Linked DNA regions of Danio rerio: region 2 is linked to region 1. Evidence: chromatin contacts called from public Hi-C data. All regions are on one chromosome and are shown on one strand. The core of a region is the stretch at or near the end of the contact, and the rest is flanking DNA. Distances in the headings are between cores, read along the strand shown.

Region 1 (4,250 bases), core at 792-3,291:
GCTGGGCACTTTATTAGGTACACCTGTCCAACTGTTCATTAACGCAAATTTCTAATCAGCCAATCACATGGAAGCAACTTAATGCATTTAGGCATGTAGACATGGTCAAGACGATCTGCTGCAGTTCAAACTGAGCATCAGAATGGGGAAGAAGTGACTTTGAAGATGGCATGGTTGTTGGTGCCAGACGGGCTGGTCTGAGTATTTCAGAAACTGCTGATCTACTGGGATTTTCACGCACAACCATCTCGAGGGTTTACTGAGAATGGTCCAAAAAAGAGAAAATGTCCAGTGAGCGGCAGTTCTGTGGGCGCAAATGCCTTGTTGATGTCAGAGGAGAATAGCCAGACTAGTTCCAGCTAAAAGAAAGGCAACAGTAACTCAAATAACCATTCGTTACAACCAAGGTATGCAGAAGAGCATCTCTGAGCACACAACACTTTGAGGCAGATGGGCTACAGCAGCAGAACACCACACCGGGTGCCACTCCTGTCAGCTAAGAACAGGAAACTGAGGAGGCACAGGCTCACCAAAATTGCAGAATAGAAGATTTGAAAAACATTGCCTGGTCTGATCAGTCTCAGTTTCTGCTGTGACATTCGGATGGTCGGGTCCAAATTTGGCAACATGAAAGCTTAGATCCATCCTGCCTTGTATCAACGGTTCAGTCTGGTGGTGGTGATGGTGAAAGGGTGTGGAGGATATTTTCTTGGCACACTTTGGGCCAATTAGTACCAATTGAGCATCGTGTCCACGCCACAGCCTACCTGAGTATCTTTGCTGACCATATCCATCCCTTTATGACCACAGTGTACCCATCTTCTAATGGCTACTTCCAGCAGGATAACACACCTTGTCATAAAGCGCAAATCATCTCAGACTGGTTTCTTGAATATGACAATGAGTTCACTGTAATCCAATGGACTCCACAGTCACCAGATCTCAACCCAATAGAGCGCCTTTGGGATGTGGACTGGTGATTCGCATCATGATTGTGCAGCTGAGAAATCTGCAGCAACTGCGTGATGCTATCACGTCAATATGGAGCAAAATCTCTGAGGAATATTTCCAGTACCTTGTTGAATCTATGCCACAAAGAATTAAGGCAGTTCTAAAAGCAAAATTGGTTCAACCTAGTACTAGTAAGGTGTACCTAATAAAGTGGCAAGTGAGTGTATTTTAACATGTTATTTATTTATGTGTTGGCAAAACTCAATTTTCAGCAGCCATAATGACAGATTCAGAAATCATTCTAACATTGTATTATTTATTTATTCATTTTTCTTTAGCTTATAGTCCCTTATTTATCAGGGGTCACCACAGCGGAATGAACCGCCAACTATTACCGTACATGTTTTGCACAGCGGATGCCCTTCCAGCCCCAAGCCAGTACTGTGAAACATTGTATTATATTGGATTAATATTACAATATGTATTTATTATAATAAAATGTATTATATTCATTTTAAATAGAAATCTTTTGTATTATAAATGTATTTTCTGTTTAAAGTTAGTAGCATTGCACGTACTGTATCTTTTAAAGAACAGACAGTCCTAGAAACCATTGTGAGAATTCAAGCTTGATGAAATAACATGTATGATCAAGAAATATGTGAATTATTAAACATAAGAGAAGTACCAAAGGTAGTCAAAATAGGGTGATGTTTGTTTTATGGCTAGTGCTGTATATCTCACCTTTAGCACCTTTAGCTTAGCAACATGCTAACGTAAAACTTTTTTGGTATTGATATTGAATGCAGTTTTCCACAAGTGCTATTTGTGGAGATGTTTACTTGTGTAGATCACTCCACTCTGAATATCAGTAAGTTGTGAGCTGTCTTTTCAGTCAGGATCTGCTTTAGAAGGCAGGACAGTAGCTCGGTGGGTTTTGGAAAAGAGATCAGTGCAAACAGCAGGGCAGGATTTATCACGTTTTCTGATTGGGATTGAATTTGCTTCAGTGAGTCATGACAGATGGACTCTGCTATGAATTTGTGCTCCAACCAACGCAAAACAGGCAGGTTACTCACGTACGCCAGGCCTCTGTCCAGAAAAAAAAAATACTTTGTTTTTAAGCAATGGCTGAGGAGGTTAACCCACAGAACAGTGTAACTTTCCGTTAGCGCCTAACATTCGTCAGAGAAAGCTCTGGTGCAGTATTTGATACTGTGGAATGTCTTTGCCTGTGTGTTTTGTGCTGAGAAGCTCCACTCTGAACCTGCGGCTGGAGGTCACTGAAAATGTATTTCAGTGGGCCAGTGAGAGCTGACGCTATTCTTAGCTTGTTTGTGCATTTTACCATGATGTGGTGGAACAGTACCACACCAAACTGTTGTGATAATGGGTTTGGTGATTTTTATTTTTGTTTTGGATTTTTTTCTTCTTTTTTTGCTGCTGCTTGTGTGTTCCCAGCTGTTTACATGAGACAGGTTTATGGAGTGTTTAGGACAGTAGTGCTGGCGTAGTGTACTGTCCAACCACAAAATGTTCTAGAAGCTGTGTTTTCAACAACAATCTGCTCTGCTCTGCTCCAGCTCTAGTGAACACTGCCACCTGTTGATGAGTGCCAAACACCAGGAGTTCATAGACATTATAATGCTGTTTGCACTGCAGTATATCAGATTTGTACATGTTATAAAATATGAATTGCATTTTAAATGATCATATTATTTATATAAAGAGAGAAATGTCACCTAATTTGCCCCTTTAACATTTTGAATATGCATTTATTTTAATTTTTTTTTGTTTTCTTTTTTGATTTTGGTGTTATGCTTTAGCTTTTGTTATTTTATTAAATGATTCTGTTTAACTTTAATTTGACATTTTAATAATTATACTAACCTTAGCTAGGGTCAAGGCAACACTTTTAAATTGCATTCAAGTTTTTCAGTGCTATTTCTTTATTTGAGATTTATTGCAAAACTACAAATAGCAATTCTGAGTAGTTTTAGTTAATAATATTTCAATACAGACTCCAAAACATTGCTGTTTTTTTAACTGGTCACACTGGGCTCTAAGGAGATGCTGTTTACATCAGAATTATTAGTCTCCTTGAATTATCAGCCCCCTGTTTATTTTTTTCCCCAATTTTTGTTTAACAGAGAGATTTTTTTTAAACTAATTTCTTAATAACTCATTTCTAATAACTGATTTATTTTACCTTTGCCATGATGACAGTGAATAATATTTGACTAGATATTTTTCAAGACACTTCTATACAGCTTAATGTGACTTTTAAATGTCTTAATTAGGTTAACTAGGCAGGTTAGGATAATTAGGCAAGTTATTGTATAATGATGGTTTGTTCAGTAGACTATCGAAAAAAATATATAGCTTAAAGGGGCTAATAATTTTGACCTTAAAATGGTTTTTAAAAAATGAAAAACTGCTTTTATTCTAGTCAAAATAAAACAAATAAGACTTTCCCCAAAAGGAAAAATATCATCAGACAGTGTGAATAATTCCTTGCTCTGTTAAACATCATTTGGGAAATATTTAAAAAAGGAAAAAAAAATCAAAGGTGGGCTAATAATTATGACTTGAACTGTGTGTATTTGATTTACTAATAAGAACTGTCTCAAAAGAGTGATTTGAAACTGATAACACTGTTTAGATTGTGTATTCCTGAAAATGAACTGGCTCAAAAGTGTAGTTTAATCTTTTTTATTCACTAAAAACAACAAGAGAATCTGAATATCCTTATCACATTGTCTACTACTGAAATGGCTCAAAGGAGTAACGTGTTCTTGCTCCATTGAATTTTTGTGATTTACTAAAATGAACTGACTCCTAAAAGGGGATCGCACAACAGACGCACCACGATGCGCTCATGACAGTTACAGGTATTGCACACCAGACACGCACATTCTCATTCATTTTCTTTTTGGCTTAGTCCCTCAATTAATCAGAAGTCGCCACAGCAGAATGAACCGCTAATTTACAAAGCATATGTTTTATGCAGCAGATGCCCTTCCAGCTGCAACCCATCTCAGGAAAACACCCATACAATCTCATTCACACACATACACTACAGACAATTTAGCCTACCCAGTTCACTAGGACTGTGCTGGAAACCGGAGCACCTGGAGGAAACCCATGCGAACATGGGGAGAACACGCAAACTCCACACAGAAATGCAAATTGAGCAAGCCGAGACTCAAACCAGTGACCTTCTTGCTGTGAGACAACATCGCAACCCGCTGCGCTGCCCCATGCACAATATCATGTTATTTAAAAGGAAACTAATTAGA
Region 2 (3,875 bases), core at 279-2,778, 280 kb before region 1:
ATGTTACTCACTGATATTCAGGGTGTGAATGTGATCCGAGTGGATCATGATTGAATAACTTCAATTTTGGCGTTAAAAAAGCTTTGAAATTATCTATTTACTGGTATAATATGAAAGTAGTTTTTCCACTTATTTGTCTTTAAATGCAAAACCAAAGAAACTATTCTGTTAGATTTTATTTGTATTAATAGTCACAAGCTGTCTCAAAAATAAAGTACTTATTTTTTTCATAGTTTTGTAATGCTTAAAGTGCAAGCTTTTCGAATTAAAGGTTGTATTGAGGTTAAATGTGTTTTCTTTCTGATCATTTATTGTTAAAATGTATTATATCCTAAACCATTTTGAATGTTATATTCATTATGTAACTGATAAAAGTCATCACCTTTTCAAGTTTTAGGAACAACAAATAACTTGACTTGTAGTTGATCATTTGGTGTTAGAAGTGGCTTATATGAAAGACAAAGGTCTCAAATCATGCCTATTTTACCAAAATAAAATATGATCATGACCTGATTTAATTATCAAATTAGGACAGCAAGGTCTGACTTTGCTTGGACAAAGGTCTTGTTACTTAACAGAAATAATGTTCTGTATAGAATATAAAGTCATGGTGCAGTGGGAAAATAATTAATATTGTGTATGACTCCCATGAGCTTGGATGACTGCATCCATGCATCTCTGCAATGACTCACATAACTTATTAATAAAGTCATCTGGAATGGCAAAGAAAGCATTCTTGCAGGACTCCCAGTGTTCATCAAGATTCTTTGGATTCATCTTCAATACCTCCTCCATCATCTTCCGCCTACATGCTCAATAATGTTCATTCTGGTGACTGGGCTGGCCAATCCTGGAGCACCTTGACCTTCTTTGCTTTCAGGAACTTCGATGTTGAAGCTGAAGTATGAGAAGGAGCGCTATCCTGCTGAAGAATTTGCCTTTTCCTGTAGTTTTGAGCAGCACAAATTTCTTGATACCTCAGGCTGTTGATGTTGCCATCCACTCTGCAGATCTATCACATGCCCCCATACTCAATGTAACCCCAAACCATGATTTTTCCTTCACTAAACTTGACTGATTTCTATGAGAATCTTGGGCTCATGCTGGTTCCAACAGGTCTTCTGCAGTATTTGTAATGATTGGGATGCAGTTCAACAGATGATTCATCTGAAAAACAAAATCAACCTTCTGCCACTTTTCCAAATGATCCAACTAGAAGTTATTATTTGTTGCTCTTACAACTGGGATCAATGGCAAGACTTTTGTTAGGTAGTGTATGTCTCATTTTTAATATTATATTTCTCATTGCATAGTGCAGTTGTGTCAGTTGCACTATTATAAATTATTCCATCATAAGAAATAAACTAATTATCTACAGTTTTTCAATAAAACAGTTCATGACATTCCTATGCATATAATTTTTTAAAGAGGAAAATGAAGGTTCTCCCATCTCCCATACTGACACTCAAACTATTTTTCATGAGCAAATATCTAATCTTTCAAGCTCTGGCTATTTGGCTACAAGTCAGTGATACACTGGACATTCGATTTGCATAGTGGAGTAGTAGAAAGCCAACAGTTCTACATATGCCATTGAAACACATCTTGTATTAGTTAAAGGTTCCTGAAGGCAGTGAAGATCAAGCATGTTTAATAAGAGCTGAATGAACAAGTGATCCAACAGGTTTGCCATTTGTGTTTGCTGATCATTTGTCAGGTGATCACTGTCAACTATGTAGGAATATGGATATGCTCCCGTCATAGTTTATTTACAAAATGGAACTAAAGGTGGAAAACTAAAGCTTGAAAAGGTAGGGCTTTCAACTTAGTGTTTTTAATTGTGATTTCCTTTTTAAAATTGATGTTTATTAAAGCCTTAAGCTACAAAGATATGTCTTTCTTGGAAAGTGTCGTAACTAGTTCTCAAGATACTAAATGTAGTGTGTTTTTAAAAATTATGCAACGTGCATTATACATAGTATACATTAATGTACATTTATTCAGATTTTCTGTACATATGAATAACGGATATCAGGAATACCTTTATGTCATTCATTTCCAGGGTTGTACATGGCAGAACGACAATATGGTGTTTATGGCTTTGAGTCTTCGACTGCTATTCTCTGAGCAAGTTGAGTATAGTATCTTGGCCATATCAGCTGTGGTTTTCCTTGCAGCCCTTGGCTTTTTGATATGGCAAATTTACCGCTACTGTACACAGTTTCGCGTTTTGCAAAGAGCTGGTAAGTTTTCTTGCAAATTAACTGACTGATTAGTATATATTACTATGAACAGCTGCTGTTTGAAATAATCCTTTTAAAATATGTGCCTTAAATATGCAGTATTGTATAGGAAGTTTGATATTATTTATGATATCCCTAACAATTAAATGTCAGTAAAATGGTTTTATTGTTTTGGAAAGCAATTCAAATTTGAAATAAAAATGGATAATAAGTAATCAAATGTACATTTAAATTATTTATAATGTATAATCACAATAATAATATTATTTGTAAATAATATTTTTAATATTCCTCTTAACTTTCTATTTAAAGAATTTTAAAAAATGATAATGATAATAAACATGTTTCTTTTAGAACCAAATCGGCATATTAAAAAGTTTTCTGAATAATCATGTGACACTAAAGTTTGCAGTAAAGATGCTGACAATTAATTTACATGTTTATTTAATTAAATAACTTCCTTTTCAATGTTATATGAATTAAACAATGAGATTGTTTAGCAGCAAAGCTAATAGGGTTTATGCAAAATACCTATCAAGATCTATTTGATTCCTGTGAATGTTTTATTAACAGATGGCCAGCCAGCTAAAAGAGGAGGTTTTCAGAATGGTAAACAAGCTATGGTAAGAATAATTTGCATAAGCCATCATAATCGTCATTACCTGGAATGCACCTAATATGTGCTGTGTTTACTTCCGTATTTACTGCTTGCTCTAACCAAGATCAAACAACATAGATGAAAAACACGTTTCACAGATGGTTAGCTTAGGTTGCCAAACAGTATGTCTGTATTTCAAAGCATCCAATAAAAGAAAAATGACACCTGATGCACACTCTGCCCATCAGAATAAGGTTCAATATGAGGAACTGAGCCACAGACTGTCGCCCGGCTCATCTTGCACTAACCTGGGCAGCAATTTAGACCTGGCAAGCTTGGAGGATCTGGAGGAGGAGCACATCCAGGGATCTCTGCGATTTTCACTGTTCTACGATCAGCTGCAGTCCAAAATGGTGGTGACAGTACTGGATGCCCAGGATCTGGCCGTAAGAGACTTCAGTCACAGTGTGGACCCTTTTGTCTGGGTGCGTTTAATGTGGGCAGAGAGAGAAGATAAAGAGAAGAACTCAATGCGGTGTTTGCTGCACGAATGGCAGACGCGTATTGTTAAAAACAGCTGCTGTCCTGTGTTTGGAGATCAGTTCTCTTGCATTTTAGCTGAGGATGAAGTATCAAGGGTCACTGTTAGATTTGAGGTATGTGACATGGCTTTTTAGCAAGCATATGTATATAAAGAATTCTGCTTTTTATAAATATTATTAATCTTTTTCAGGTTAGGGATTTTGATAAATACTCAAGACATGGAGTTCTGGGAGAGACCCGTGCTTCTCTGAACACATTGAAGATCTCTTATCCTCTGGAGTTAAGACAGGATCTGCAAGTACCCAGAAAAGTGAGTTTTATCCCAGTGTAGGACATTTAAAAATTATGAGATGATAAGCAGTATACGGTACATATTCTGTGCAGGATATAGTTGGCGAGGCCCTTCTTTCTCTTAAATACATGCCTACATCTCAGAGGCTGGAAGTGGGAGTGTTGAAGATCCACACAGTCTGCTATCATAATAAGACTGA

What was found. Hi-C and Micro-C count contacts between places; a contact is called where the count stands out from the background.
Region 2: a contact with region 1 is called in a Hi-C map of an unstated tissue, with 4 times the contacts expected there. The contact joins the promoter of syt19 here to the enhancer-like site in region 1.

What each region holds. Positions count from the first base shown.
Region 1 is chr18:22,273,467-22,277,716 of GRCz12tu, reverse strand. All of the region lies in intron 4 of pgpep1l (pyroglutamyl-peptidase I like), which reads right to left. The region is part of intron 20 of igf1ra (insulin-like growth factor 1a receptor); the gene reads left to right. Among named protein-coding and RNA genes, the nearest start is that of synm, 17 kb to the right of the region's middle. Within about 2 kb of position 2,041, at least 10 of the 62 cell types and tissues checked have an H3K27ac peak or open chromatin away from gene starts, as enhancers often do.
Region 2 is chr18:22,557,101-22,560,975 of GRCz12tu, reverse strand. syt19 (synaptotagmin XIX) reads left to right here and starts at 1,528. Exons shown (of 7, transcript XM_073930316.1): 1 at 1,528-1,811; 2 at 2,063-2,243; 3 at 2,817-2,866; 4 at 3,090-3,497; 5 at 3,575-3,694; 6 at 3,769-3,875. The coding sequence starts at 2,087. si:dkey-12e7.4 reads left to right here. Exons shown (of 6, transcript NM_001144042.1): 6 at 1-284.